Linked DNA regions of Pan troglodytes: region 2 is linked to region 1. Evidence: chromatin contacts called from public capture Hi-C data. All regions are on one chromosome and are shown on one strand. Each heading gives the region's core, a stretch centred on a gene start, on an enhancer-like site or on the middle of the called end of the contact. The rest is flanking DNA. Distances are from core to core; before and after follow the strand shown. Region 1 holds the start of GPR37L1 (G protein-coupled receptor 37 like 1). Region 2 holds the start of SHISA4 (shisa family member 4).

The links. Capture Hi-C pulls out chosen DNA fragments and counts their contacts.
Region 2: a contact with region 1 is called in a capture Hi-C map of stem cell-derived neural stem cells, with 4 times the contacts expected there. The contact joins the promoter of SHISA4 here to the promoter of GPR37L1 in region 1. A contact is called at or near these places in 3 of 7 Hi-C or Micro-C datasets (induced pluripotent stem cells and stem cell-derived neural progenitor cells) and 1 of 1 other capture datasets (stem cell-derived neural stem cells).

What each region holds. Positions count from the first base shown.
Region 1 is chr1:46,973,049-46,980,097 of NHGRI_mPanTro3-v2.0_pri, forward strand. GPR37L1 (G protein-coupled receptor 37 like 1) reads right to left here and starts at 1,271. Exons shown (of 2, transcript XM_514100.9): 1 at 499-1,271. The coding sequence starts at 1,128.
Region 2 is chr1:47,206,848-47,213,962 of NHGRI_mPanTro3-v2.0_pri, forward strand. SHISA4 (shisa family member 4) reads right to left here and starts at 2,200. Exons shown (of 5, transcript XM_001140118.6): 1 at 1,812-2,200; 2 at 1,263-1,434; 3 at 291-424. The coding sequence starts at 1,884.

The DNA.
Region 1 (7,049 bases), core at 21-2,520:
AGGGGTGTGAAGGAAATTGGGCTCTCCCTTCAGGCACTCCTTCGGGAGGCAGGAGATGGAGGAGCAGCGAAGGGAGCTGTGGGAGCAGGGCAGCGGCAGGGGGTACAGAGGAAAGAAGAGGAGTCACAACAAAGGACAGAGGGATCTTGGGTGGGACAGGGGAGAAGGGCTGAGGAAGGGAGAGGGCAGCTTAGGGTCTGGAGAAAGTGGCAAAGACCTGCCTTGAGGTTGCTCCCGAAGCAGAAGATCAGGCTGGGGCTGGAACCCAGGGGCCCCACACACCCGCCTGTCCCCCTGACCTGCCTACTTCTCTTGAGAGCAACCAGAAACCAATACCATATTTGTCTCCTTCTCCAAGGTAAAGGAGAAGCAAGTCAGAGCTCCAAGACTCAGGTTTTGCACACCCACAAATTCCATTTCCAAAGACCTGATGGAGATTTTGAATCCCTTCCCTGGATTGCAGCCTCCCAGCAGAGCTCAAACAGAACACACACTCACCTCCATGAAGGGCACGGCCCGACAAGAAACGTCACCCAGTAGCCTCTGCTTGGTGATCTCGTTGAAGATGACAATAGGGAGGCAGAAAAAGAGGACCAGAAAATCCCAGAGGGCCAGGCTGGCAAGGATGGAGTTCCAGGCACTCTTCAGGTAGTAGCTGTGCCACACGATGCACATGACCGACAGGTTGCCCACAATGCCCACCGCAAACACCACCAGCGCCAGAAGCATGATGGCATAGGCACTGTAGGAGCTCTCGGTCACCGGATACAGGGGGTTCTGGATCTGTAGCCTCTGCCCTGGTGCCCCTGTCAGATTGCCCCTCAGTTCCTGCCCACTGTCTGGGGTGCCCCCATCCTTGTCGGGGTTAGGGCTGGTGGCCACCAAGGGCTTGGTGGGCTGCAGGCCAGCAGGGTGAATGGGCCGGGGGTACTCCGCCCACTCCTCAGGCACATACTGCTGCACGCCCTTGGCCTCCTCATCCTCGGTGCCCCTCTTGGATCGGCTCTGCTGCTCCTGGGTCTCAGCTCTGTGCCTGCCCAGGTGCAGGGGGGCACCCCCAGAGACCCTGCTTAGCCCCACAGCCAAAATCACAGCAAGAGAGACAGCCAGGGGCCACAGCCACCGCATGGCTGGATGAGCAGGAGACAGCCAGCCCAGGAAGAGCAGGTGAGTGCAGGGGGCCCAAGAGCTGGGCTCCAGAGAGGCAGCTGGCCGGCTGGATCCGCCTCCAGTCAGGCGTCTGGCATCACTCGCCTGCCCTCCCTCCCAGCCTCCGGCCACAGGCCGGGCAGGGCCCTCTGCTGGACACATAGCACTCTTTGCTGCCCTCACACATCTCGTCCTCCACGACGCCGCTTCTTAGGCCCTACAGCATGTCAGGCTGCGGGGCCCTAAGAGGGCATCTGCTTCAGGCCCCTGAAACTAGGGAGGAAATGTGGCCTGCCTAGGGTGACACAGGGAGGTGGGGCAGAATGGGAACTGGGGCGCAGGTCTCCTGATTCTAAGGCAGCTCCTCCATTCAAAACTCAGCAATAACCATCACTGTCACTTACTGAACACTTACTAGGTGCTAGCACTCAGCTGGTTTCTCAATTAACCCTTGATTAATCTCAGATCACAAATCTGAGGTTTGTAGAGGTCAGTCACTTGCCACATAGTTGATACAAGGCAGAGCAAGGCCCACAACCCAGATCTGACTCCAGAGATTTCTAATTTTTTTTTTTTTTCGGTTGCCCAGGCTGGAGTGCAATGGCGCGGTCTTGGCTCACTGCAGCTTCCGCCTCCTGGGTTCAAGTGATTCTCCTGCCTCAGCCCCCTGAGTAACTGGGATTACAGTTACTGTAGTGCCCGCCACCATACCCGGCTAATTTTTGTATTTTTAGTAGAGACAGGGTTTCACCGTGTTGACCAGGCTGGTCTCAAACTCCTGACCTCAGGTGATCCGCCTGCCTCAGCCTCCCAAAGTGCTGGGAGCCACCGCACCCGGCCTAAAACACCATATTCTGAGCCAGACACAAGACATGTGGACATTTGCAATAACACATCTTTAGTGACTACGTGTTGTGTTCCAGACACTCAGAATACAAAAATGTAAAGGATCTCTGCCACCAATGAGCTTTCAGTCCAGAGAAGGAAGTAAATGTGTAAGTTCAGCATGATAGATGCTATGAAAGGCAAAGGTCATGATGCTGAGGGAACCCAAGAAAATCTGGGGGGGATCTGGAAGGCCTCCCAAGCGAGGTGACATTTGAATGGATCCCGAGAAATGGCTGTGAGCTTGCCTGACAGACTACGGGAAGGGAGGGTGCTCTAGGCAGAAGACACAGCACACACAAAGGCTGGGTGATGTGGAAGTGGGTGATGTTCCCGCAAGAGAGCAAGTCTGTCAAGGGGACTAGAGTGCAAGGGAGGTGGGGAGAGAGCATGGGCACTTGGGACAAAGAGCTTGGAAATATCAGCAGAGGAGGAACTGGACTGTAAAGGACTTTGTATGCCAAGCCAAGGAGTTTAGATTTTATCCCATAAGCAATGGAGAATATCACAGGTTGTTAAGTAAACAAACAATGACTCAACTAAGTTATTTTAGAGGGGTCCCTGATGGGCAGCTGGGGTCCTAGCAATCTGGAACAGGAGGATGCAGAGACCGGGGGTTCTGTTGGGAGGCAGTGGGTGATGGAGAGAAGCCCAGAGTCAAGGAAAACCAGCAGCTTTGAGGGGCTTTGGCTGTGCATGGGAGGGAGTGGTCGAGGCAGAGCCCAAGCGTGGGGTGGGTAGTGAATCCACTCAGCCACATTAGGGAGGCACAGTTCTGAGGACGGACCACATGATGCCTAGGAGAATCCACTGGAGAATTAACTCGAAGACCTGCCCCAGAGTGAGTCAGATCATTCCCTCCTCCCAACTCCCACAGCATTATGCTGCTGTCATTGAAACCTACCACCTTCACCAGCCCAGCCAACATGGTGAAAACCCATCTCTACTAAAAATACAAAAATTGGACAGATGTGGCAGTGACACCTGTAATCCCAGCTACTTGGGAGGCTAGGGCATCAGAATCACTTGAACCCAGGAGGCAGAGGTTGCACTGATCCGAGATCATGCCACTGCACTCCAGCCTGGGCAACAGAGCAAGACTCTGTCTCAAAAAAAAAAAAAGGGCCAGATGCAGTGGCTCATGTGTGTAATCCCAGCACTTTGGGAGGCTGAGGTGGGCAGATCACAAGGTCAGGAGTTCAAGACCAGCCTGACCAACATGGTGAAACCCCGTCTCTACTAAAAATACAAAAAAAAAAAAAAAAAAAAAAAAAATTAGCCAGGCGTGGTGGCAGGCACCTGTAATCCCAGCTATTTAGAAGGCTGAGGCAGGAGAATCACTTGAACCCGGGAGGCGGAGGTTGCAGTGAGCTGAGATTGCGGCCAATGTACTCCAGCCTGGGCGACAGAGCAAGATTCCATCAAAAAAGAAAGAGAAAAGGAAAGGAAGTTGGGGGAGGGGAGGGGAGGGGAGAGGAGAGGAGATGAGAGGTGTGCTATTTGGGGATTTGGGTAACTAGAATCATCCATCATCTGCAGCATCACCACTCACCAAGTGCCACACTCTGTGCTAAATGCTTGCTATAATTGTCACTTAATCTTTATATTATTGCCCTAGACTCTGAAAGGTAAGGCAACTTTCCTAAGAACACACAGCTAGTGAATGACAGCTGGGATCCAAATGTAGGTTTGTCCAACTCCAAAGCTAAAACTCTTTTTTTTTTGAGACAGGGTCTGGCTCTGTTGCCCTGGCTGGAGTGCAGTGGCATGATCTTGGCTCACGGCAACCTCAGCCTCCCAGGCTCAAACAATCCTCCCACCTCAGCCTCCAGAGTAGCTGGGACCACAGGTGTGCACCACCACACCTGACTAATTTTTGTATTTTTAGTAGAGACAGGCTTTTTGCCATGTTGCCCAGGCTGATCTCAAACTCCTGAGCTCGAATGATTTACCCGCCTCAGCCTCCCAAAGTTCTGGGAATACAGGTGTGAGCCACCTCACCCAGCCCAAAGCTGAAACTCTTAACCACTCCTTTGTGTGACTTCACAGAATTCTAACATAGGAAGAGATGCTAGAGATAATCTACACCAACCTTCTTATTTTTCAGGAGTGGAAACTGAAGTCCAGAGAAGCCAAGTGACCAGGCCAGGCACTTGGCAGTCCTGTCTCTGCTGTGGGATCCTCAGTGCTCCACAGGCACGTGCCAACACAGTATGGACCCAAGCCCAGGGCTGGTATGTGTGAGCAGAATAAATGTTAGTTCTCTGCTCTTTAAAAAAAAAAAAAATTCAGAGACAGAGTCCTGCTCTATTGCCCAGGCTAGAGCACAGTGACATGATCATACTCACTGCAGACTTGAACTCCTGGGATCAAGCAATCCTTCCACCTCAGCCTCCAGAGTAGCTAGGACTACAGGTGCACACACCCTGCCTGACCTTCTGCTTCTTATTTTATTTTATTTTATTTTATTTCAGAGACAGGGTCTCGCTCTGTCACCCAGATTGGAGTGCAGTGGCAGGATCTAGGCTCACTGCAGCCTCAACTCCTCCTGGGCTCAACTGATCCTCCCACCTCAGCCTCCCAAGTAGCTGGGCCCACAGGCACATGCCACCATGCCCAGCCTTTTGTGTTTTTTTTGGTAGACATAGGGTCTGTCTGTATCACCTAGGCTGGTCTAGACCTCCTGAGCTCAAGCAATCCACCCACCTCAGCCTCCCAAAATGGTGGGATTACAGGCGTGAGCTACCGTGCCCAGCCTCTTTATGCTCATGGATATGCCTCCATCAAACCTCACATTTTGCCTCACACAGAGTAGGTGCTCAATAAACACTGAATGCCTGAAAGGGCACCCCCTTGTGCCCGTCTCTGTGAGAACGGTTGGAACATCAGAGGCCACTAGGTGGAACCAAATGTCCAGTGATGGTAGTTAAGGGCCTGGCCTCAGCCCTTCACCCCATCGGATCTTAACCCATCCCACTCTGCCCAGGTCCTGCCCACAGACCTTCTGTGGCTGTCTGAGAAGGCCATCTGAAAAGAGATGATAGGGGACAGGGTGTGTTCCCAGGGGCTGAGACTAAAGGGATGGGGGATGTGCCTACTCTTCCCCTCCACCCCCCTGGAGGGTGCCCAGCATGGGTCCCCCAAAAGTACTTTTCTCCTACCTGTAGTTCTACTTTAGGAAGATTCCTCTCTCTGGACAAGCTGGAGCCATCTCCCCTATTCAGAAGCATGCCAGGCAGAGATGGAAGGCTTTCCTAGCCCTTGGGAGTGTCTCTCCATGATCCCAGGAATTCCCCATTCCTCTCCCTGGGAGTTTCCCCAGTGCTGGCTACAGAAAAGGTACTTAGCTGGGGCTGGGCGCGGTGGCTCACGCCTGTAATCCCAGCACTTTGGGAGGTGGAGGTGGGCGGATCACGAGGTCAGGAGTTCAAGACCAGCCTGACCAACATGGTGAAACCCCGTCTCTACTAAAAATACAAAAATTAGCTGGGCGTGGTGGTACACGCCTGTAATCCCAACTACTCAGGAGGCTGAGGCAGAAGAATTGCTTGAGCCTGGGAGGCAGAGGTTGCAGCGAGCCGAGATTGTGCCACTGCACTCCAGCCTGGGCTACAGAGCGAGATTCCGTCTCAAAAAAAAGAAAAGAAAAGGTACTTAGTTGGAACCGGGTGGGAGGGAAGCACTGAGGTGGCACTGAGGGCATCTGAGCTGGTGTGGAAGTGCCACCCATGAAAAAAATGAGCGAATGTTGTACTGAGCAGATTCCATGTGCCATGCATTCTCCAGCCAAGAGCACACTCTGGAATCAGACTGCCTGGATTTAATTCCTGGCCCTGCCACTTACTAACTGTGTATGTGACTTTGGTCAAGTATGTAACCTCTGTCCCTCGGTTGCCTCATCTGCAACGTGAAGATAATAACAGGCTTGTTGTGAAGATTAGGATTAAATGCTGGGTGTGGTGGCTGTCCCCTCCCAGCACTTTGGGACGCTGAGGCAGGAGGCTATCTTGAGCTCAGGAGTTCAAGACCAGCCTGGGCAACATGGCAAGACCCTGTGTCTACAAAAAATACAAAAATTAAGGCCGGGCGTGGTGGCTCACGCCTGTAATCCTAGCACTTTGGGAGGCCAAGGCGGGTGGATCAACTAAGGTCGGGAGTTCAAGACCAGTCTGGCCAACATGGTGAAACCCTGTCTCAACTGAAAATACAAAAAAATTTGCTGGACGTGGTGGCGGGTGCCAGTAATCCCAGCTACTCTGGGAGGCTGAGGCAGGAGAATTGCTTGAACCCGGGAAGCGGAGGTTGCAGTGAGCCGAGATTGCGCCATTGCATGCCAGCCTGGGTGAAAAGAGCAAAATTCTGTCTCCAAAAAAAAAAAAAAAAAAAAATTAGCTGGGCATGGTGGTGCATGCCTATAGTCCCAGCTACTTAGGAGACTGAGGTGGGAGGATCACCTGAGCCCAGGAGATGAAGGCTGCAGTGAGCCACGATTGTGCCATTGCACTCCAGCCTGGGCGACAGAGCAAGACTCTGCCTCAAAATAAATAAATAAATAAGATGAAGTTATGCTAGGTGTGGTAGCATACACCTGTAGTCCCAGCTACTTGAGAGGTTGAGGCAGGAGGATCCCTTGAGGCCAGTAGTTCAAGACTATGGTGTGCTGTGATCTCGCCTGTGAATAGCCACTGCATTCCAGCCTAGGCAACATAGCAAGACACTATCTAAAAAAAAAAAAAAAAGGCCAGGCATGGTGGCTCACGCCTGTAATCCCAACACTTTGGGAGGCCAAGGCGGGTGGATCACAAAGTCAGAAGTTTGAGACCAGCCTGGCCAACATAGTGAAACCCTGTCTCTACTAAAAATACAAAAATTAGCCGGGCATGGTGGCACGTGCCTGTAGTCCCAGCTACTCAGGAGGCTGAGGCAGGAGAATCGCTTGAACCTGGGAGATGGAGGTTGCAGCGAGCCTAGGTCACGCCACTACACTCCAGCCCAGGCGACGGTGCAAGACTCAG
Region 2 (7,115 bases), core at 950-3,449, 230 kb after region 1:
ATGCATGCATACACTCACTGCACCCACTATTGTTGACAGACTGCACTCCTGTACACATTTGAATCTTCATGTGTATGCACAGAAATGCACACAAAGTCTGATGTTCCATATATCCCAGGCACATTCTAATATTCACGGGTTTACAAGCATTTTTCTGGGTTTTCATGCTGGCAGGTGTGTGTATACAGAAGCACATACTACTACAGAATTTACCCAATCCATGAACTCTCTGCTGCCCATGAACTTAGCCCAGCCCATCTGAGGCCCATCTTGCCCAGTACTGGGTGTACCTTCAAATGGGCTCTGGAGCTGCTGGCGCCGGCGGTACAGGTAGCAACAGGAACAGAGGAAGCAGCAGATGGTGGTGGCAACCACAGCAACAAAGAGGATCACAGCTGAGGCGATGCCTGCTATGGTCTTGGGACTTTAGACAAAGAACAGGTCCTCTCACCTTCCAACACTCATAGGACGGAGTCCTCATTATGCTGGCTCCAACTCCTGGCCAGCAGGGGGGCCATGGCATGCTGAGATTTGGGGTTCCTTGTGGGGCTCTGCCCAGTCCCTGTGAAGGAGATCTTAGAGGACCTCCACTTCCCAGAAGGCTATGCTGCCTGGCTGGCTAGTGTGAAGCATACAGGGATTTGCAGTGCGCCCCCAACCATTGCTTTTATATCTACAACTTAAATGATTAGACATACAGCATAACACTGAAAGGAGCCTTAGAAATAATCTAGAGCCATTTTTTCCAAACCCCGCTTCAATCAGAAGTCTCTATATCTATTTTATATATGATATATTTTTTAAAAAGTTTGACAACCACTAATTTGGCAAGCAATGACCCATAGAAGGCAAGTGTCTTCTCCAAGATCACACAGCTAGTAAGAAGTGGACCTGGGAATCAAACCCAAGTCTCCTGCCTTTGTGCCAGAGCTTCTTCCACAAAGCTACACTGTCGTCCGGGTGTTAACCTTGAACCCTCCCTCCCCATGACCTGGCAGGACCAAAGGGAGGGCTCCAGAAAGAACCTGGAAACCCCGGGCCCAGTCAAAGCCTATGAAGGTAACTAACATGCCTTTTCTGGAACTCCCAGGCACCAGCACCTAAGCACCTAGCTCTGCCGCCAGGCTTGAGTCCTGGTGACTCTATTCAGCTAAGAATGTGGAGGTCGACAATGGAGGAGGCAGGAGTCCGGGAGGGAGGAAGAGGAGGCCTCTGGAGAAAAGGATAGAGGAGGGGGTGAGGGTGAGGAGGCAGGAACCCACCTGAAGGCCAGGCAGTGCTTCTGCTGCCTCTCGGTGATGAGCAAGGTCAGGTCCCTGCAGCAGTACCGATGGTAGCAGGTCCCGCAGCAGAAGGTGAAGAACTCGCAGTTAAACCCCGGATGCCAGGAGCCATTCCGGTCCAGGTACCACAGGCAGTCCTCGCCGGCCAGCGCTGCAGGCAGGGATTGGGGGTGCCCAGTGGCCACCAGGCCAGTTCATCCCCAGCCGCGCTCGGCCCCACTCCCCCGGCGGTCCCCAGCCTGACGGCTCCCGAACACTGAGGGTTGCCCCTTGTCTCCACCCTGAGGGTCTCAGCCCCAGAGCCCCCGAGGCCTCTGCCTGAAGCTGACCCTGCACCCCGGGATCAGCCTCCCATGGCCCAGCATCCTGGAGCTCCCTCTTCCCGCTTCTTGAGGACCCAGCAACACCCAAGTCTCCCGTGGCAGCCGGAGGGTCTCGGAGAAGCCCTGAGCCCAAGCCCCTCGGATCGGTCCCTCCCCTTCCTCCGCCCCCATCCCACTCCTGCCGCATGACTCCCCATCCCCTTACCCAGGGGAGCCCCCAGCACCAACAGAGCGATTGCGGTGAGCGGCGCGGCCCGGCGGAGCCCCGCGGGTGGCATGGTGGGGGCTGGGCGCGGCCGGGGTCGGGCCTCCCAGAGAAGGGACCGCAGGACCAAGCCGGCCAGCTGGAGCTGCGGCGGGGCCCAGCCCGCGGCCAGGCTCGGGCTCCTCTTCCGCCTCCTCTGGGGGTGGGACTAAGCGCCCCGCCCGCGCTAACCCAGCCGGCGCGGCTCCGCGCAGCGCCCAGGAGTCCACCCACCAGCGACGCCCACCTAGCCTCTGGAGCTGGGTGCCCCTCACCCAGCAGAGCACTGCCCTGCTCCCCCTGTCCCCGGCTCCGCGGTGGTTCCTCCCATCCGAGCCACCATGGGCACTGCGGGCAGTTGGGCACTGCGGCCAGGGAAGCCTGGCTGTGTCCTGGACCCGCCCCCGGCCTGGGCCCAATCACTATGCTGGACTCCAGAAGCCCTGATCCTGGTGCCACCTCCGAATGCCCAGACACATGGGCCAACCCTGGAGGAGCAGGGCTGGACCTTCACTTGTGGGGGACCTCCTCTGCCGCGTCCAGCCTGGGACATCCTGTCGGGGGCGGAGAGGGAAAGAGGCTGGATGTCACCCCGCCCCCATTCCCAGAACACAAGCACTCATTGAGAGGCATTCAGAGTGGCTTTGTCCCCAGCGGTGCCCACAGGCCTGGACCCTGCCAGCTGCACTGGCTCCCTACGATGGACCCTTCCCCCTTCAAGTGGACAGAGCTGGCATGCACCAGCCCATGGCCTCACTAGCAGGGAAGGCAGGCTGCTGGGGCCACCTGGGGCCCATCCAGTTAGACACTCTTCACAGTGAAAGCCCTTCACAGAGCAAGCCTGTACTGCAATAGCCACCAGAGCACAGGGAGGGCAACAGTTAATTTCAGGTGGGCAACAGTTAATTCCAGGTGGAAACAGTGTTTTAGGATGGGAGAGGTCTTCACAGGTTTATACTGAGTGCCAGTGACTATGCCCCATGCTACATGAGGTACCCTCTGAGGAACTGCAAATTAAGCCAGGGAGATCATCAAAAGCCTACCTTAATCCCCTGCCATGTACACCCTTTCACACACTTCTGGGCTTCCACATCTACCTCACTGGAATCTTTCCACAACTCCATGAACTAAGCAAGGTTCGTCAGTGTTATCAATCGCATTTCACAGACTGAGAAACTAGGACTCATGGAGGTTAAAGAACTTGTTCAAGGTAATACAGCCAGTAAATGGTAGAGGCATCAGGAAGACCCAAATCTAAATCAGGGTTGATCCCCAGCCGCAACAGCAGACAGTGTAGACAGTGAGTATTTCTTGTGTTCTGGGGTGAGAGAATCAGGACAGGTCCATGGAAGGCCCAGTAGAATCTTAGTAGGTTAGGGAAGGACAGCCGAAAGAGGAGCTACCCCATCCTGGGCCCCTGTGGGTGCTGGCACACCTACCCAAGAGAGCTGGAATAGGAGAGGATAGGCTCCTGCCCCAGAAAGTTGCTGGTAGCCTGATGGGCAAGAGTATGTCCTCACGCAGGACACAGTCATAAATGCAGCAGCAGGGACAAAGAGAGACGCCTCTGAATCCAGCACCACCTACTCAGTGTGCCCATTGCCATCCATCTCCTCTTTCCTACACTAAAAGCTCCATGACTGCAGGGACCACGTGGCTGTGTTCAATGTTGCCATCCAGCCCTAGCCATCAGTGTTGTCATTGTTGGTTGAATCATCTTCAGATAAGGGACTGTCTTTCCTGCCCAGGGCTGAATCTCCCATGTGTACCCTTGACCCCTGCTGATTTGTCTCTTCATTATCCCATCTCTTTAGTGTCTTTAGCTTCTCACACCTTACCAGCTTCTTTTCCCTAAGAAATCTCAAGTTTCTCCTATTTAAAGCAAAGCAAAGCAAAGCAAAGCAAACCAAACCACATCCTTCCTAAAACTCATCCCTCTCTAGCTACTTTCCTGCTTTTTTCTCCAACTAGCCCTCCTCAAAATGTATACCCCTAGTTGACACTTCCAGCTTGCAATGACACCTAGCACGTACCAACATCATCAGTGATTTTCTAATTGCAAAATTCTAAGAATGTGTTTCAGTTCATGGGATGGGAGGTGACTAGACTAGGACAGAGAGTGAAGAGAGGGGGCTGTGGGCCAACCAGAGGGGAGAACTGGCTGCACTGGGAGAACTGGCACTTCACCTTGACAAGGGATGCTGGAGCTCGGAGATGGAGAGCTGGGGCTAGCTTATGTCGCCATAATGAACCTGGGTCTTGAAAGAGTCTGTAGATTGGCCAGGAGTGAGGAGGGGCTTGGGTGGGAGGACTGGGGGCCCTGGAAGAAGTTGTCTAAATCTTCAGGCCTGGAAGGGCTTCACTACACCTTCTCTAGGTAAGGGCAGGCAGGAATAAACCCCGCTCACCAAGCTGGTCTCTTAATCCCCAGCAAGGGAAGGAAACGCTTTCCTGGAAAAGAGGAGGCAGAGTAATTTGTGATCAGATGAGACAAAACATAGGCTTTGCCAGTAGGAGGTTCTCCTCAGGGTGTCTGGAATATGATGGTAATGATACCACCGGCAGCGAACATTGCCGATGAGCTCATTCCATTGTACAGATGAGGAAACTGAAGTTGGAAGAACTTCAATTCCCCCAGCTCACACTGCTGGGATTTGCAGTTCGACTTTTGTGGCTTCAAAGCCCAGGCCCTTCAGCTTCACCACCTGCTTCTCTTTAAACAAGTCTAAAGGGCCAGGCACGGTGGCTCACGCTTGTAATCCCAACACTTTGGGAGGCCAAGGCAGGCAGATCACCTGAGGTCGGGAGTTGGAGACCAGCCTGATCAACATGTAGAAACCCCGTCTCTACTAAAAATACAAAATTAGCTGGGTGTGGTGGCACATGCCTGTAATCCTAGCTGCTCGGGAGGCTGAGGCAAGAGAATCACTTGAACCCGGTAGGCTTGAACCCGGGAATCGCCATTGCATTCCAGCCTGGGCAACAAGAGCGAAACTCCATCTCAAACAAACAAAAAAACAAGTCTAAAATGTTCAGTGCTATGCCTGGCATAAAAAGCATGTATTCAGGGAAACTTTGATGCCCACCCCTTATCTCTAGCAGGCCTCTGCATGTGGTGAGAAGGTAGCCAGGGATATCTGAAGTGGGGAAAGGCAGGAGGAGGGGAAGGGCTGGGACCCTGCCTGTGACCCAGTTTGGGCTTGGCTGGGGGCTGTGGTAGGAGTGCTCTGCTGAGTCACCTCACTCCTGGGCTGAATGACCAGCCCAGGGCTCCTCCCAACCTCTTCCATGCTCCTCTATCAGAGCAGACTGACACAGGCATTCCTGAGGCCTTCCTTACTTTCCTGGGCCATGAGCCCTGGAGGCTCCATCCCACCCTGGTCCTACCCCACCCATGCTGTTTGGCCGTGGAGGCTCCTGCCTCCACTTTTGTCTGGCCAGTGGTTTGTTGAACCATTCCAAGATAAGGGAAACTCCATTCCTTTCCTAATTCCTGCCTCTGGTCAGTCAGTGCTCTCCAGGAATGCACTCTACATTACTCTGCCCTCCTTTTTTCTATTCCTCCTTGCCCAGCCTCTGGCAACCCAACTCCTGCAGACAGGTAATTATACATTCCCCCACTCCATAGGATCCTGAGTTCTTTACTCTGATTTAATGTCAGACCCTTCCTGGAGAGTCTTGGACACATTAATTCTCCTTGCAGTCCACAGCTAGGAAGAGTAAGGCCTAGGACAGCACCAGGACTTGGCCAAGTTTCATGGCTTAGTTGGGGAACCAGGTCTTTTGGCTCTCACTGCCCCAGAATAAACAAACATCTCTCTTAAATCAGAATGCTTTTCTTGGCGTCCAGCTTTAATCTTTCTTGCTGTAAATGAAAGACTGTCTCCTGTGTTTGTCCTCTTGGTGGGAGGGACTTGCAAGTGGAGGGTGGGTGAAGGACAGTGAGGATGAGCCTCACTGCTGCCAAGCTACTGGTAAGAAGGAGCACTCTTCCATGTAACAAAGTTGCACAAGTATCCTATACATTTATATATATATATATATATGGAGCACTCTTCTCCAGAAGGACTTTCTACCAATGCCTTTGTAGGATTGCCTCTCCCAGAACGCCAGGCTTCTGCTTGTTTGTAGAGTGCCCAGGACAGCCTGGGCCTCAGGAAAGAAGGGGGTGTAGCCAGGCTGGCTTGGATGGCAGCTGTGAGCAGCCCCCTACTCAGGCACACTCTGGGTGGCTGTGGGAGCAGCAGCAGTCCCAGGCAGCCAAGGCCTGGCCTCAGGAGCCCAGCCCAGCCAGTGGGGCAGATGGGGAGGGCCAGGTTATCTTTAAATGGCACCTTACTCAGCCTGCCACTCTGCCAGTTGGGCAGGATGGCGGTAGACAAGTGTTATTTTGGGATCTGAGGGCAAGGGAGGAAGGCTCTGTTTATAGCTCTCTCCTTTCTGAACCTACTGTCTCTCCTGGGGAGGATTTGGGGCCATGGGCCTCAGCCCTCCAGCTGACCCTTTCCAATCTAAGGTTTCTGTTTTCAGCCTAGCTGTTAGCCATCTGCACAGATGGGAATGTTCAATCTACAGAGGCACAGGGTTTCTCAGAAAGGCCAGCTCTGTAAAGGCAGGTTTAGGTGGTGACAACTGCATTAGACTTGGGATCAGACTAATAATAGGTAACATTAACACTTACTATGAGGCAGCACTACGAAGTGCTTTGTGTTATATTAACTTCATTTAATCCTCACAATCACTCCATGAAACAGATAACTAGTATTATACTTGTTCTGTGGATTAGGAAATGGAGACATAATTTAAGCAGCTTGTCCAAAGTCACCCAACAGGCAAGTGGCAAAGCCAGGGTTCAAATCCAGGCAGTCTAGCTCCGGAGCCCATGCTCTGAACCACTAACTAGATATGAGTCCTGCTCTGCCACTTACTGGTTCTGCAAACTTGAAGGAACCACTCCCCCTCTGGTCTTGGCTTCCTCTTTTGGAAACGGACTACCGTTTGGTTCAACCCACTAGAATCCCCAAGTTAGAACTGGCAGAGACACTCTGATCCATTGTCTCTCTCCCTGTTCAAGGGAAAAATAACTTACTCAAGGTCACACAACCGGGCACTGGCCCTAGTTTCTGTGCTCTTGCTGTGAACCTCCCTGTGGCAGGGATGAGTCAACGGAGCTGACGAGGGATATTAGTTATGAATTTGCAATCACAAAATCAGGTGTGGAAGAAATACATTTATTTTCTTTTAACCAAAATAGATGAGAATGAG